Regions from separate parts of the Mus musculus genome. Here region 2 is linked to region 1. The links are chromatin contacts, called in public ChIA-PET maps. All regions are on one chromosome and are shown on one strand. The core of a region is the stretch at or near the end of the contact, and the rest is flanking DNA. Distances in the headings are between cores, read along the strand shown.

Evidence for each region. ChIA-PET counts read pairs in DNA pulled down with a chosen protein or histone mark.
Region 2: a contact with region 1 is called in an RNA polymerase II ChIA-PET map of memory CD8 T cells, with 198 read pairs. The contact joins the promoter of Msl2 here to the enhancer-like site in region 1. A contact is called at or near these places in 16 of 39 promoter capture datasets (the 3T3-L1 cell line, 3T3-L1-derived adipocytes, the C10 cell line and 11 more), 1 of 15 datasets of contacts at CTCF or cohesin (pro-B cells), 12 of 484 Hi-C or Micro-C datasets (CD4 T cells, CD8 T cells, CD8 central memory T cells and 6 more), 32 of 115 datasets of contacts at active chromatin or transcription factors (the 230-238 cell line, T-cell acute lymphoblastic leukemia, Th17 cells and 23 more) and 2 of 9 other capture datasets (adipose tissue and liver).

What each region holds. Positions count from the first base shown.
Region 1 is chr9:100,455,043-100,462,870 of GRCm38.p6, reverse strand. It overlaps Il20rb (interleukin 20 receptor beta), which reads left to right. Exons shown (of 7, transcript NM_001033543.3): 6 at 1,339-1,481; 7 at 3,630-5,152. The coding sequence ends at 3,746. Among named protein-coding and RNA genes, the nearest start is that of Gm28166, 9.0 kb to the right of the region's middle. Within about 2 kb of position 4,725, at least 38 of the 459 cell types and tissues checked have an H3K27ac peak or open chromatin away from gene starts, as enhancers often do. A contact at or near this core is called in CD8 central memory T cells, T-cell acute lymphoblastic leukemia, Th1 cells and 2 more, where this site is marked.
Region 2 is chr9:101,070,230-101,078,057 of GRCm38.p6, reverse strand. It overlaps Msl2 (MSL complex subunit 2), which reads right to left and starts at 3,296. Exons shown (of 2, transcript NM_001100451.2): 1 at 2,638-3,296. The coding sequence starts at 2,779. It also overlaps the pseudogene Gm46140.

The DNA.
Region 1 (7,828 bases), core at 3,476-5,975:
GCTAACCTACCATGCCAATGTTCTGTAATATCTTCCATCAGCCTGTTTTGTTTGGCATTTAAATCATTCCCATTGGCTCTGGAAGATGAAGTCCTTCCTTTTATTTTGATATTTGCAGAGCACTGAGTACATGTCAAATCTTGGCCTGTCCACTGGGGCAGAGAAGGGAGTCCCTGCCTTCCAGTTATGGAAGCAAACAGCAAATTAATAACATGTGAGGTGTGTGTGTGTGTGTATGTGTGTGTGTGTGTGTGTGTGTGTGTGTGTGTGTGTGTGTGTGTGGAGAGGCACAGCACACAGGGATGCATGAATGGCAGGACACAACCTGGCAGGAAGGAGACTGGCTGCGGCTCTTGTCTGGACATTCCTGTGCACTGACTGATGTACATACCTATTTCCTTCCTTGGAATAACTTTCTGGGAATGGACATCACAGGAGGGCATTGGAAGCGTATGAACATTGTACGGTTTTTGATGTCTACTGCCAAAGTATTTTCCAAAATTGAAACAATACATAAGCCCCACCCTACACGCCACAGCTTCATGAGCTGAGTCACATTGTGGGTGAAAGGCCCAGGCAGGAGGTGATAAACAGGTTGTTTGAGGTTAGATAGAACAGAGAGGTGGGAAACCAGCTCTTCTTCTCTTCTGCATCTCCAGATGCTCAGACCTGGTGCTTTTTGCTGTATTTGTTAGCAAACTCATCACAGGCTTCGGAGCTAGACCTTCCTGTGTATCCTGTCCTAGGCCATTAGTCCATCTTGAGCATAAATAACATCCTCTTCCATGAAAGAGGCCCTCACCGTGTGGAACAGAGGCCTGAACCTTAGCAGAGTCCTGAGGGAGTGGAAGTCGACCTAGCACACGTAATAGGCCCTTGATCTGTCAGTTATTATGTGACTGTCTAGGGGACTTAATATTTTCCTCCATCATCGGAGTCAATGCCAAGAGCAAATTGTGAAACACTTTGTTTTTGGCTTCCACCGAGCCCTGTTCTGGGCTGTTCTGCTCCAGCACCTCCTCTTCATCCTGCCTGGGACCTGGCAGCCTGCCTTCCTCTGGTAGCAGTGCCAGGCACATGCTCCCATGAACAAAGCCTTACATTCCCCGTCCCCTTCCCGAGACAGAGATGGTAATCGTCTCTCTGAAAAACAGCACTCGAATTGAACTTCTAGAAGAATGGTGGTAGTTGTAGCCATTGGAGGACACACCAAGTCGCAGGGTGTGTCACCTGCCAGCTTGACCTGAGTGCAGCTCTAAGAAACTCTCGGAGGTGGGTGCGGGACTGGGGCTCCCCTTCCCTGCAGTTCCCAAGCCTTCTCTTATGATTTGTCCATAGGAGAGTCTCTTCCGCTGGCACTAGCTCTGTTTGCGTTTGTTGGCTTCATGCTGATTCTCGTGGTTGTACTACTCTCCGTCTGGAAGATGGGCCAGCTGCTCCGGTATTCTTGCTGCCCCGCCGTTGTCCTCCCAGACACCTTGGTAAGAACATTCCTGTACCTGTCAGTGTGATGCTGGCCAGATGCATCATGGGCCTTAGTGGGGCATAGACATGTTTTTCATGGTTTATGAAGATATGCAGAGACTGGAGCAAGCATCATTGGGACTTCACTTGTCTTAGTCTGTGATGCTGTAATAAAATACCACAGACTAGGTCATCTATAGAGAATAGAAGTTCAGTGGCTTCTGGAGGCTGGGGATGGTGATGGTGGAATGAAGACAGAAGGGGCTTATGGGTAAAGGTCTTCTTGCTCTTACAACATGGCTAAATGTGATAGAACAAAATTTCACACTGGTAGCCTTAAGGCCTTATAGTTTACATTTATGTAGTTGAGCCTTTACATTACCTCCCACAGTTCCTACCCCAGCCCCATTGCGCTGGGCTTTTGTTTCCAACATGTGGTTTTTGAGGAAACGCTCAGGTCGCAATAGCTCCTGATCAGAAGGTCTGGGTGAGTTCTCCCTTTTCCAGAGTATAGTAAGCATCCCGAGGCTCTGGCAGGCCATTTTGCTGTTCCCCCGCCCTCCAGATCTAGCAATACCAAAAGGGTGGCTGGCTGTGTTGTTCAGCCCAGGGTGCCTACGGTTTCAAGAGTCACGCATGCAAAGAGTCTCACGATTCTCAGGTTTGAAGATCGTGTGGCATGAACTGTGCTTTGCCTTGGACAGGCATGGAGCAGGCCAGGGCGACAGTCTGGACCTTCACAGTGACTGCTCAAAGAGCTGTCCTTCCAGGGACCCACAAGCCCAGGATGCTCATGGAGCATGTCTCTGAGCCTCTGGGTAGGTGTAGGCAGGCCCTGTGTGCCTGCACCCTGGCCGGGGAAGAGTAAAGGCTGGCCTCAGCCGCTCACACATGTTCCACCGGTGGCTCTTCAGAGGCCTCCTAGATCTCAACCACACCAAGCAGTATAATCAAAGAAAGAAAGAACAAACAGGAAGCACTGCGTGCGCGCGCACACACACACACACACCCACACACCCACACACCCATCCCTGTCACCTGAAAGGTGTCACAGTGCTGTCTTGTGGGCAGTCAGTTGCTCCAGTGCATCAGAACCAGCTGTGGCTGTCGTCCACACACTGTCGGGGCTCCTTAACAGCCTGCAGTTTCTATGAAGCTGCTCTTGTGTGGCTTGCTTTTAGGTCTCTACAAGAGACCTGACAAGAGGAATAACTCCCCCTTTAACCAGGTCTTCAGGTTGCCCTCCACCCAGCTCTCCTGTCTCGGTCATTTCCAAGTAGTCATAACAGTGTTAGCAGGCAGTAGCAGTAGCAGAGCCGAGCACCAGGGCTCTTGTGAGGACGCTCATGGGTTGATTCAGATCACTGAGTTTGCCCCGACTTCTGTCTGCTACTTGATTGCGAGAACACGATAACGAATCTATCTATGAGTGTAGCTACCTCGGTTTCTTCCTGTTCGTCAACTTTCCATGCACTTTTGCTTTTTTATTTTTCGAGATAGGGTCTCACTATGTAGCTCTGGTTGTCCTGGAACTCACTTTGTAGACCAGGCTGGCCTCGAACTCAGAAATCTGCCTGCCTCTGCCTCCCAAGTGCTGAGATTAACGGCGTGTGCCACCACACTCAGAAAATTTTCATGCATTTGAGTGTGTACACATTTCTGATTGCTGGATCTTCTTAACTAAACCTTTCAGCATTATGATGGGTTTCTTTTTATTTTTGATAATATTCAATTCTTTTTGTTTGTTGCTTATATGGTATATCCTTTATAAACTTCTGTGTTCAAGTTTAAAGTGCCTTTTGTAGACAGGCCCCTAATGTGAAGATCAGAGTTAGGGTCCCCAGAACCTATATAAATGCTGAACAAGGGATCAAGGAAAACTTAGAATGCCATCTAGGGCCTGAACATAAGAGCACATGTATCCACCTACACATGTGAAAACACAGAAACACACACAAGCACACATGCACACATGAACACATACATGCACATACACATGACACACACACGTGCACACATGCATATACACATATGCACACATTCATGAAAGTGCACACATGTGCTTGAAAAGGAAGTTAAATAGTAGGGATTTATACAATAGTCTTTGTTGCTACCACCACTCAAGCAATGTCTAATGAATAATTTTTATGAAAATGATTTTTTAGAAAATAACCAGTTCGTCTCAGAAGCTGATCAGCTGCAGGAAGGAGGAGGTGGACGCCTGTGCTGTGGCTGTGCTGTCCTCGGAGCATCTCTTTGGGGTCTGGATCTCACAGACTTGAGAAGGACCTGATGGATTAACAGCCTGGTCTGCAGGACCCAGAACCCTGGATGGGGTGGGTTGTGTTTCTGTTTTCCTCTGTGGACAAAAGACAAAGAGAAGTAACAGGAGCCTACTGTGTGCACGTCTAGCAGTGACCGTCAGAGGCAGAGTGGCGTGACCATCCAAGAGTGACAGAAATAGTCTAGAGAGGTGATCCCCAGACACACAGTTACCATACGCTCACTGAAAAACAGTGGAGAAAATGGCTTCATACCTCGGACCCCCGCTTTGTCACCTGTAGTGGGGATTAAATGGTTTCTCCCCTCATCTCTGTGTGTATACAAACTCGCACTTGCAGGTTGGCAAGGAGACTGGTGGCACTGTGCACAACGGTGAGTTCAGATCATGCGGACTGTGGGGCATACGCGTGTGCTAAGAATGATCAGAGTACTCAGCCGGGTGCAAAATCTCAGCACTTTGGAGGAGCGGGAGAGAAAATCACAGCCTAGACGACACGGTGAAACCCCATCTGAAGTAAACAACCGAACAACCAAGAGTAATAAACCTCCTTTTGTCAAATCAAACTCAGACCACTGTTGGTTTGGACTTCCCTCTTTACAAGAGGAAACCCGAGGAGGGACGGAAGAATGGGAGGGCTGTTTCACTTCAAGCCAAATCCTGTCAGCACGCTCTGCTGAGGGTGACATCGAGAGAGGCCGTAGCCCGTCCATGATGGGACATGCGCGGATGCTGCTGTGGGTTCATGAAATGTCATCAGATCCTAGGACCTTGTCCACAGTAAATCACACCAGCTCTCTTCCTAAGGACAATTCACTCAGGGTTTCTCAGTCGCTCTCAGGTACTCATCAGGAACCCCTGACTAGAGGCATAACCATCACTACCTCCAGGCAGCGAGGGAGGGGTGGAGGACAGCTTCAGTCAGAGGAGGATGAAAGGAGGTGGCTTCATCTCTCTCTGCAGAGTCAGGCTCACCACCACCTCCCCCTCTGGAACCTGGAGCTGGCTTGTCTCTGCCCCAACTTCCTGGGCTTCACCAGCCAGACAAGGGTAGAGACAGTGTAACGGTTTCAACCAGGTGCTTCCAGTCCGTCTTCAGCACAGATGCCAACGGCCTCATCTCTACTTTGGGGACTCCAGGAGAGATATGTAGGGGTGTGGGCAGATATGTAGGGGTGTGGGCTGAGGCTCCCTGCCTTTGTCCTGTTCTGTATATTTCTGCCTTGACTCTTTTGTGAAGCGTGTGTTAAATGTTATATTTCAACTGGTCTGGAAATGTGCTGTTTACAGAATTAAAAATTGCATACTTACATTAACCTTCATCTTTTCTCCCCTCTCTTCTCTGCTCCCTCACCCCAGGGACTTCATTCCTCTGTTACCTAAGCTCAGAATAAAGAATTACCCCGAGCCTTCCTCTGTTACAGTTTCTCATGGGATGCTCCCTGGTTTTGCTGGCCTCTGTAGCTACATAAAGACCTCTCTCAATTATTCTGTTGTCTCTTAAGGTTCCCAACATGTGGATATTGGACCCCACCCGAACATCAGAAACAGAGCCTGCTCCTGATGGGGGGATAGCTACCTCCTCAGAGCTGGTTTACTCTCTTAGAACCCTCTTTCCTCTCTCTGTCTGTGTAACAGTTCTAATTGTCAGCTTGATGCTATCTAGAATCAGGCAGGAAGATTCTGAGTGAGGGACTGTCTAGATCGGGTTGGCCTGAGCTCAGGTCTGTGGGGGATTGTCTTGATTATGTTAATTGATGTGGCCCTTGCTTCCCACAGACCCAGATTCTCTACTTGTGCCTTCACAGAACACTTAGCATCATCCCAAAACAAAGTCCCGCTTCATGGAGCTTGGATTTCAATGAACAATAGGGAGATGATTAAACAATACGATATTACTAGTAAGCGAATTATTAGTATACCGAGAGTTTATAATAAGCCTTAAGAAAAAGTGAAAAGATAGAGAATAAAATTGGCCCAGGGCAGGTCACAGCCCTCTAAAGATGAAAATGAACACCAACACCGGAACCCACACTTCTGTCCCCATGTAGCCCCTGGTGTGAGAGATTATGTGTGATTTGAGTCACAGTAACTTGGCAACAAATCCTCAGGGGTATGCTGTCTAAAACAAAATTTATTCAGTGTTTGTACTGTTTCTATTGATAGTTCTTTAAAAAGTTATTTTCCTAAGCTATCAGATGAAGCAAATGAATACTCTTTATTCTGAAAGAACCTGACTTTGGGCATCAAAACTGCGGAGGGTCAATTGTGGACGTCAAAGTTTGCATAGGAACAGTGTGTTGTTAGAACCAGATCTTTGATGGCCAGGGTTAATGTCAACTTAAGATAGGCTAGAGTCATCTGAGAGGAGTCAACTTAAGACAAACCAGAGTCACCTGGGAGGAGGGAACTTCAGTTAAGAAAATGCCTCCACAAGACTGGGTTGTAGGCAAGCCTGCAGGACATTTTCTTAAGTAGTGAATGATGGGGAAGGGCCCAACTCACTATGGACAATGCAGTCCCTGGACTGGTCTTTCTGGGATCCATAAGATAGACAGGCTGAGCAAGGCCAATGGCCTCTGTGTCAGCAACTGTCTATGGGTTCCTTCCCTGCTGGAGTTCCCACTCTGACTTCCCTCTCTGATGGATTGGAAGTGTAAGCAAAATAAACCCTTTCTTTCCCAAGTTACTTTTGGTCATGGTGGTTTTTTTTTTTTTCTTCTTCCCAGTAATAGAAACCCTAAGACAAAATTAAACAATGGATAATGTGGAGTCACGCCTGCATAAAATGCACAAGTCTTTTGTGCCACCTGAAGTTGGAAGTCACACCATTTGAAACCCATAGTTTGGTGTTAAAAAAAAAAAGTGCTTTTGCTTTTTCCTGTTGAAGTGGCAGGGTAGAATCAAACCCCTCCACAATGCACACCGATGACGTCATTTTGGTTCTCAACGTTGTTTATCCTCCAAGAAGTCAAGGTTTTCGTAGAACAATAGCTAATTCTGTGTCTGGTCTGGAAGGGAAAGGCTTGTGGGAATTCTAGAACATTTACTCCTTGCTCCATCAGAAAACCAAGTTTTGAACAATTGGGTCAGTCAAAACTTTACATAACCAGTCTAAAAGGAGTCTCTCCTGGCCACAGGTGGGGCAGAGTTGAGCACGCCGAGGAGAAAGGCTATCCGTCAATAAAAATCTACCTGAAATCATCAGCCCATAGGGATAACCAAGAAGACGATGGGACAAACTAATTCTCAAGATGAATTAAGTCCAGTGAGGTGGCTCAGATGGCTAAAGGCGTTGGCAGAGCAGGCCTGGAGACCTGGGCTCAACCCACGCCTGGAAACCACAGAAGGGGCAGGAGGGAGCAAATGCCACAAAGGGGTTCCCTGGCGTCCGCACAGTGGCACAACACACACACACACACACACACACACACACACACACACACATGCACACACCCTCCACACACATACAAAAGTAAAAATTTGAAAGAGAGCAACAGTATGTATTTCTGCTGCTAACTTGTCAGGTCTTGGAAAGTATCTATGTCAAACAAAACAAAAAACAAACACCCTGACAGACTTGGCTCAGCTCAAGGAAGACTATAGGAGGATTATTGGTGGTTAGATAAAAGCCAGCTTTCCTCAGGAACTTGTGAAATGGGATTCCCTCTGCCAAAAGGAGTCGTGTCCCTTGCCTCTGGCAGAGGGGACATGTGGCTGTCCATTGATACATACCCATGGCTGCAGATCAAAGTCTATGCTGGCCTCCAGGTTTCCTCAGACCCTACTTACACCCCAAAGCCCAGGTTAGCACCCTGGCCCTTGCCACTCCTCCCCCACTTTGCTAACTCCCAGGCTGCCTCCATTCACAGGCTTCCTTCCTCCCAGAAACCAGCCAGCTCTCTATAAGACTTTTTCCCCTTTCCCTCGTATGCTATTCTATACCATACTCCTTGCTACTCTGGCTAGTCTCAAGACTATTCTATGACACACACACACACACACACACACACACACACACACACACACACACACACACCTTTCTCTCTGCTCCCAATAGTGCTGGCCATGTCCAATCTGCTT
Region 2 (7,828 bases), core at 2,047-4,546, 620 kb before region 1:
AAAATTATAGGATTGCACCTGGCACAAAAATAAGCAGTGCTAGAGCTGAATAAAAATAATTTCTCCTTCTCTTCATAATCATGGGCTTGTGGGGTATGGGGGAAAAACTTAGACCAGTATCTCTTATTATCAAAATGTCATGAAAGGCCACCCAATTTTAAGTAAAACCCACAAACCTTTTCCATAATATGAAAGGAAAGGAGACAAGAGCCAAAGAGAATAATCACTAAGTTAAACAGTCATAAAATCAATTGTGTTGCCAAGACTTGAGTATTAAATAGGCTTCTTATGTGGAACTTCAGGGCCAATGAGATAGTTCAGCAGTTAAGAGCACAAACTGTTCTTCAGGAGACCAGGGCTTGACTCCCAGCACCTACATGGCAGCTCATAATAGGAACTCCATTCCCAGGGGATACAACTCTCTTCTGACCTCCTCAGGCACAGCACACACAGTGTATACACACACACACAGACAAAACAGCCAAACACATAAAAGTAATCTTTTTAATGTGACTTTATATTTAATGTCTTTTTTAAATCCATGTTTAAATTATTAAGGCCATGCTTAGTTAAACCATCTCTGAATAATTTAAAATCCCACCTGGCGTGGTGGAACACACCAAGAATCCTTGCACTGAGAAGACTGAGGCAGGATCTTCATCAGTTTGAAGTCAGCCTAGTATATGTAGTGAGACATGTCTCGGAAAAATAAAAGAAAGAGAGAGAGAGAGAGAGAGATAGAATATAGTGTAGAGCAGGATGCTTATCTGGCCCTTGAAAGCCCTGGGCTGCCCACTCAGCGATGCAAAAAGCAAAGGTTTTCAAGTTCCAAGCACCGTCCACAATCACCATTTTCTAGCAGAGCTAAGACCTGCCCATCTGGTAAAGAGGGTTAACATATTTTCAAGTGTTAGCTGAAAATGCCTTTACTAAGTACAACTGTCTACAGAATAATATGGCCATGACCTTACTGACCTGTCTGTCCCCTACTTTACCACTTCAACAAACCTACTGATCCTCCTCAAAAACAAAGGGGGAGGCATGTCAGGGAGAAGTTGGGCCACACCAGAGCCTCAAGCTTACACGCTCTGTAAGTGAACTCAGAGGCAGGGCCCTGATTTTGATGACCAGCGCCACTAAAAAATTAAAAATGAGACTGCAAGAGAGAATACCATTAAACCAAGCAAATTCTCAGTCCACTCCCCTTGGCTTTATCTAAACTGAAAGCAAACTAACAGCACCTAGCCCTAAAGCCCTCACTTCACACACCAAGACGCTGAGGCCTAAGGCAGCGGTTTAGTCATCTGCTCTGAGCGACTGCTTCCCTGTAAGTACTGTGTGTTAGTCGTCAAGGCAAGTGCTTAATCACTTGGTTGCTTAAACGCTTACGAAATTAAGTACCTAACCAGGAAAAACCCAATCTCCACCCTTTTGGCACCCCTCAGAGTCCGGCCCTGAGCTATACAAAAATGATGGATGAATCCTGAATACCATTTCTATGGCTCAGCCATTACTATCTCCACTTCAAGGGCCTCAATGTCTAAATTGTGACTGAACAGAGAGTCTGGGTTAACAAAGCCTCCAACACAGTAAGTGGAGAACATCATCAGTACTTCCTTGTTGCTCTCATTTCTATTAAACGTCTCGTTTTCTAATAGGCGGAGGACTTATACCATCTCAAGAGGGACAGAGGATAATCGTTCTGGTTTTCTGAGTGTCAAATACTATTTGTGCCCAGTTAACACGAGTCATCACCCTTTAAACACTTTCCAGTTAGACAATATTTTCACTCATCTCTTACGATTGATTAAGTATTGTAACCGACAGGGGCTAATACCCTTTGAAAAAAATCTTAAAATAATCCTCTGAAACGGGACATGGCTGTGCATGCCTGAAATACCGGCATTCAAGAGACTGAGACACTAAGACCACTAGTTCGAAGTCCGCCTAAGCTACATAGTAGGAACCTGTCTTAAATAAGCAAGTAAATAAACAATGCGACTCTGCCAGGCCACCTGACATTAAAACTACAGAAAATCTAGTCTGTAAAAAGATCTCACCAACTAAAAAGTACCATCAGCTTCATTAGGTCAGTGCTAACCTTCAAACCATCTGTTGTAGAACCTGGGGCACTGAGGTCTCTGGCTGGAGGTGCATCAAGATTATACCATCCACCCTCTGCAAAACACGAGTGCAGTGCATATTTCTTAACAATGTTTGACCACATTTAATGACAATGGTATTCAATCAGTTCCCGCAGCAGAGGTTTTAAAAAGAAGGCAGCATGCCGCTGGCATTTCAACCCCATTTAAGACATCACCGCTATACGTGTGAAGCCGTCGAAGAATTTTTTAAAATGTATTTTAAAAAAATAAAACACCAGAAAGATGTGTCAAAGCGAAATAAAACCATTTTGAACGTTAAAGCCTCCGTACAAAGGTGGCTGAAAAAGGCTCTCGGCCTTTCTGAAACGCCGGGCAAAAGTCCCTGGGCGACTTTCAAAACTAACGACCGTGTACTACTGCACAGTACCACCCCTTAAGACGAACTACCGGCCGGCCAACCGTTCACGTTACTACTGCCAAAGGAACTTTAGAAAACAAGCAGGGAAAGGGGAACAATAAAGAAGCGTCTCACCGCAAACACAGCACGAGAGGGACTGTCGGAAGTAAGGCAAGAGCCTGTTAATCTCTGTAAACGCCTTGGGGTCTCCGGGGTCGTAGTTGAGCACTAGGCGGCTCGCGGAAATGTAGAGAGCAGTAGCATTCACCGGGTTCATTGCAGACACTTCGACACCAATGGCTCCCGGTTGAAAAGAAATTCCGGATCCAAGTTTGTAAGCAGCCAGGGAACAATGGCGAATTTAAAACAATTCGGAAGAAATCTGAGCAGAACCCCTGGCCAAAGCAGCAACCAAAATCCGTGCAAGTTTGTGAAGCTGAAGCAATCCTCCCACACATGGGGGCCTCGGCGCCCCTCCTCTGTCCCTGAGACTTGCAGACCAAAGAGAGACAAGCGAAATCAGCGATCGAGTTCGTCCGACACGGCCGCGGCTGGGTGCTCCGGACGGGCTCCGGGTTCGCTCTAGCCCCGCGGCTCGGCGGGCGGCCTGCGCTCGAGCAGCATGTCCGGCCGCGGAGGCACCTCCGGGTGGAGCTGGCGCGCACGGGAGCGGGCCCGGTGGGGTCCAAGCGGTCCACACGTTTCTCTTCCGACGGCGGGGCCCTTACTCCATCGCAGCGACGTCGCGGAGGCAGCGGGACGGTGGGGACTACGGCGCAGGCGTCGGATTCCCGGGTCTAGTGCCAGCAGCCGCGGCGGCGGAGGTTGCTGTTGCTGCTGTGGCTGCTACTGCTGCTGCTGCTACTGCGGCGGGAGCGCGCCGCTGCCGTTCTCGCCATGCCGGACGCGGGGCCCACGCTGCGCCTGGCGCGGCAGGCGGGCGGGAGGGAGGCCCCCGCCCGAAAGGGAGGCCCGGGAGGAAGTGCGCGCGGGGCCCGGCGGCGGGAGGGGGCGGGGAGCAGGCCCGGCAGGCAGGCAGGCAGGCAGGCAGGCAGGCGGCGACGGCGGCGCCCCTCCGCTTCTCAGCCGCACACTTGGGGTCACCAGCGCAAGCGCCGCCCCCTCACAGCCCGGCCATCTTTTCGGCACGGCACGGACGACTCCTCCAAGCGCGACTGCCACGGTGCTGCGCCGCCGCCGCCGCCGCCGCCGCCGCCGCCTGCCTGCCCAGCCGCGGTTTAAGCGAGCTCACCCCGCCAGGCCGCCGCCGCCGCCACCCAGCGCGCACGACCAGGCCCGCTGCAGGCCCCTCCCTCGCGCCTGGCCGCCCTCACGCTTCTTCTCGCGCCGCTCTAGCTCCGTTGGGCCGGGGCTACTCCGGCCGCAGTAGATGGTGCGGCGCCTCAGGCCCGGCCGGTAACGACGACCGTTACCCCAACGGGCAAAGACACTGTCATCCCCGAGCCTCCCCCGCCGCCGTCGTCGCTAGCCCTTGTACGCATGCGCACAGCGCGCTCTCACCCCCCCTCCCCACCCCCACCCCCCGCCCTTCCTCTCCCTCCGCTTCCCTTTTCCCCTGCTTCTCCTCTAAAAGCCCCCTCCACACCCTCCCCGCGCTGCCGGCTTCACTGCGCATGCACAAACCCCCCCAACACACCCACCCCGACCCTACCGCCTTTCGCCCTTACGCGTGCGCTTTGACCGCCCACCCAGAAAACCGGATAAACACATTAGCCCGCTCACGCCAGCCCCGCCCTGCCCCGCCGCCAGCACACCCCGAGCTCACTGCGCATGTCTGGCTCGCCACTTACGGTTCCGTGCACGGAGCATGCTCGGTTTCGAGCCGGACGCGCTCTCCGCCCCTCCCCCACGTGCTCTCCAATCCGGTCTCCCAGGCGTGTGGGTTGTGGTGAATTGGGGTAGCGGGCACGGTCTCCCCTCGCGTGGGCTGCCCGCGTCGCGCCGTGGGGCGGAGGTGGGGGGAGGGTGTTCGGGGACCGGAGTTGACCCCAGTGGGAGGATGGCAGCCCAGCCCCGGCCTCGCCGGCCTCCTCCCGGAACCTAGCGCGTGGCGGGCCGTGGACTAGGCGCTGGCCCACAAGTTTGAAAGCCACTCCTCTAGGTCCCCAGCGAGCCTGCCCTTGTGCGTGGACACAGCCCGCGATGTATGCTCTGGTTCTGTAGAGTCCGAAAGTGTCTGAGTCCTTCGTTGTTCTGCATTAAAACACACACACGCACACACAAAGCTTTTGCCTTTTTTGCAGAAGGCTGAGGACACTTGGATATAAATAAAGCCTAACAGCGTGATTCTCCCCTCTCAAAATACAAACCCGTTTTTGGGTAGCACAAATAGAAACTGCTCTTCCGACATGATATTTTTTGCACATACTAACGCTGTACACGTTCACAAAGTGAAGCTTATGAGGTGTGCAAACCTTTTACATATGTGTGCTTATGGTATACCAAAATGCTAATTTTAGGGACTGGCCCATAAGTTATCAAGGAAACACAAACAATCTTACGACTTGAAGACAGATTCTGTTTTTTTGTTTTTCTTTTAGTAAAGCCTAACATACAGTACCAGTAAGAATCCAACTTCTTAATTTTATATATCAGCAGAGTAAGCTGTGGAGGATGTATTTAGTAGTCACACGTGGGAAACGATATGTATTCTAAAATTAGCTCATTTTAAAGGCTCCATCTGCCATTTTCTCTTTATGATAGCTATTTTCTAAGGTCACTTCCAAACAAAACCGTTATACAGATCTATTTTTATTCCAGGTTCCTCTTAGGTCTTCTTCCACTGCACGCAGGTTGCTCTCCTCCAAAGGAGAAACTTGAAGGATAAAAGCCCAGGACTGCTTACATCCAGGCAGGCAGCATAGATGAGTCGTCACCCTGGGAAACAGACTACTTGCAGGCATTTTTTTCCCCCTGTAACTAGATTTTTAAAATCTTTGGGAGTTGCACACCCCAATTTAAGATTAATTCTATTGATGGTCTGTGTGAGTCAGAGTTAAATCCATTCTTTTTTCAGCTTCTGAATTGGTTGCAACTGGTAATAGATTATGGCACTAACGAGCACATCAACTTGAACTGTACCCCTTTCTTTTATTAGCCTGCTTGAGCCTCGCTTGAACAGGAATCAAATGGATTGTTTATAGAAAATGAATTGCTTAACCTAAATATTTAGGGGGAAAATCACATAAAGGTCAAGCCCATTAAGAGTGCCCACCTAGCCGGGCGTGGTGGCACACACCTTTAATCCCAGCACTTGGGAGGCCGAAGCAGGCAGATTTCTGAGTTTGAGGCCAGCCTGGTCTACAGAGTGAGTTCCAGGACAGGCTATACAGAGAAACCCTGTCTCGGAAAAAAAAAAAAAAAGAGTGCCCACCTAAGATCTTTTTATATATTAGCCATTTTAGGGGGAAATCCGGTTAATGTCTTGCAAGTGATTACTTGACAGCCAATGTATACAGCCTGGGTGTAAAACTGCCAGTTATCTGAATAAATGCTCTATTTTACAATAAGTAGTTTGTGATTTACAACATTATTTCAGAGAAGGTTGTATATTCTACACTATAATTAGCATCATATATCTATCTATGTGGTATATTTCTCACATTTAATGAATCACTATGATAGCAATAACTAAAACCCATATTTTTGCCTGAGTTACTTTCACACAGCTGTGACCACAGTTCCAAAAAGAAACAAGATTTATTTCACTCATGGTTTCAGAGGGTTTCAGTTCATCTTAGTGGGGGAGACGGGGTCCCCACATGCAGGCTGTTCATACCACATAAGCCAGGAAACAGGGCTTCAGGAACAAGGGACGGAGTCTAACATCCAAAAATTTACATTGAATGCCCTGCTTCTACCAGCTAGGTCTCAGTTCCTTAATGACCCCCAAAATGGGCAGACCATCTGGGAAACAAGTATTCAAAACATGAGCCCAGAAAGGTGTTTCTGATTCATATTCACATCGACATTCACATTTAAATTTCTTCTAAGACCCTCTTTCTGTTCCAGGAGACCACATTAATTTAGACACACTGTCTCCTTGGCTTCCTCTTGGCATCCAAGTAGATTTTCATCTTCTCCGACAATCTTCAGTGCAGGCTGTTTAGTATTCACTGTTTATCTGAAATTGAGATTCAACAGCATTCTGCATTTTATCTGGCAACCTAAGGTATGTTGACTTTTTTTGATGACTGGGTCTAATTTGGTAACCCGGGCTGACCTCAAATCCTGGGTCCTCCTCAGGCTCTGAATATTGGTATTACAGGCATGCAGAGACTCCAGGGTCAGCATTCTAATAGTCCTGCTAATGGGGTTATAAATTGATACAATATTTCTTAAGGTCAACTGGCAATATTCATAGCTTATAAAGATGGAAAAGCCCCTCTTTCGAGTCTTGGCTCCAAGATGACCAAAAAAAAAAAAAAAAAGAAAAAGAAAGAAGAAACAATGGTTGTGCCAAAAAGGGCCGTGGCATGTGCAGCCAATTTGCTGCACGAACTGCGTGCCCAAGGATAAGGCCATTAAGAAGTTTGTCATTCGGAACATTGTAGAAGACACTGCTGTCAGAGACCTATCTGAAGCAAATGTCTTCGATGCCTATGTACTTCCCAAACCCTACATCAAGCTGCATTATTTCGTGAGCTACGCCATCCCTAGCAAGGTCGTCAGGAATCAATCCCGTGAAGCCGGGAAGGACCCGACACTCCCACCACGATTCAGACCTGCACCGCGACCTCCACCAAAACCCATGTAAAGAGGTGGTTTTGTAAGGGCAGAAGGAAAACTACCCTGGAAAAATAAAATGGAAGTTGTACTTTAAAAAAAAAAAAAAAAAAAAAAAAAAGCCAGGCGTGGTGGCGCCACAAACTGTTAATCCCAGCACTCGGGAGGCAGAGGAAGGCAGATTTCTGAGTTCAAGGTCAGCCTGGTCTACAAAGCGAGTTCCACGACAGCCAGGGCTAGACAGAGAAACCCTGTCTCAGAAAAAAGAAGGAGGAGGAGGAGGAGGAGGAGGAGGAGGAGGAGGAAAAGCCTCAGAATCAACAGTTCTACTGCTCCTAATTCATTATAATGTTAGATTTTCCTAAAGATTCTTGTCTCGTGGCAGGTTTTACTGGCTGGCCTGGAAATGTAGCTGAGGATAACCTTGAGCTCCAGGTCCTCCATCCCCCACCCCCAAGTGCTAGGGTCACAGTCATGTGCCTCTACTACCTGGTGGTTGGTTCCTGGTAATTTCAGTCTTTCTGTCCTTTCACAGAACCTCAAGTGTAAAGAAACAATATATCGCATTGAAAGAATTCAT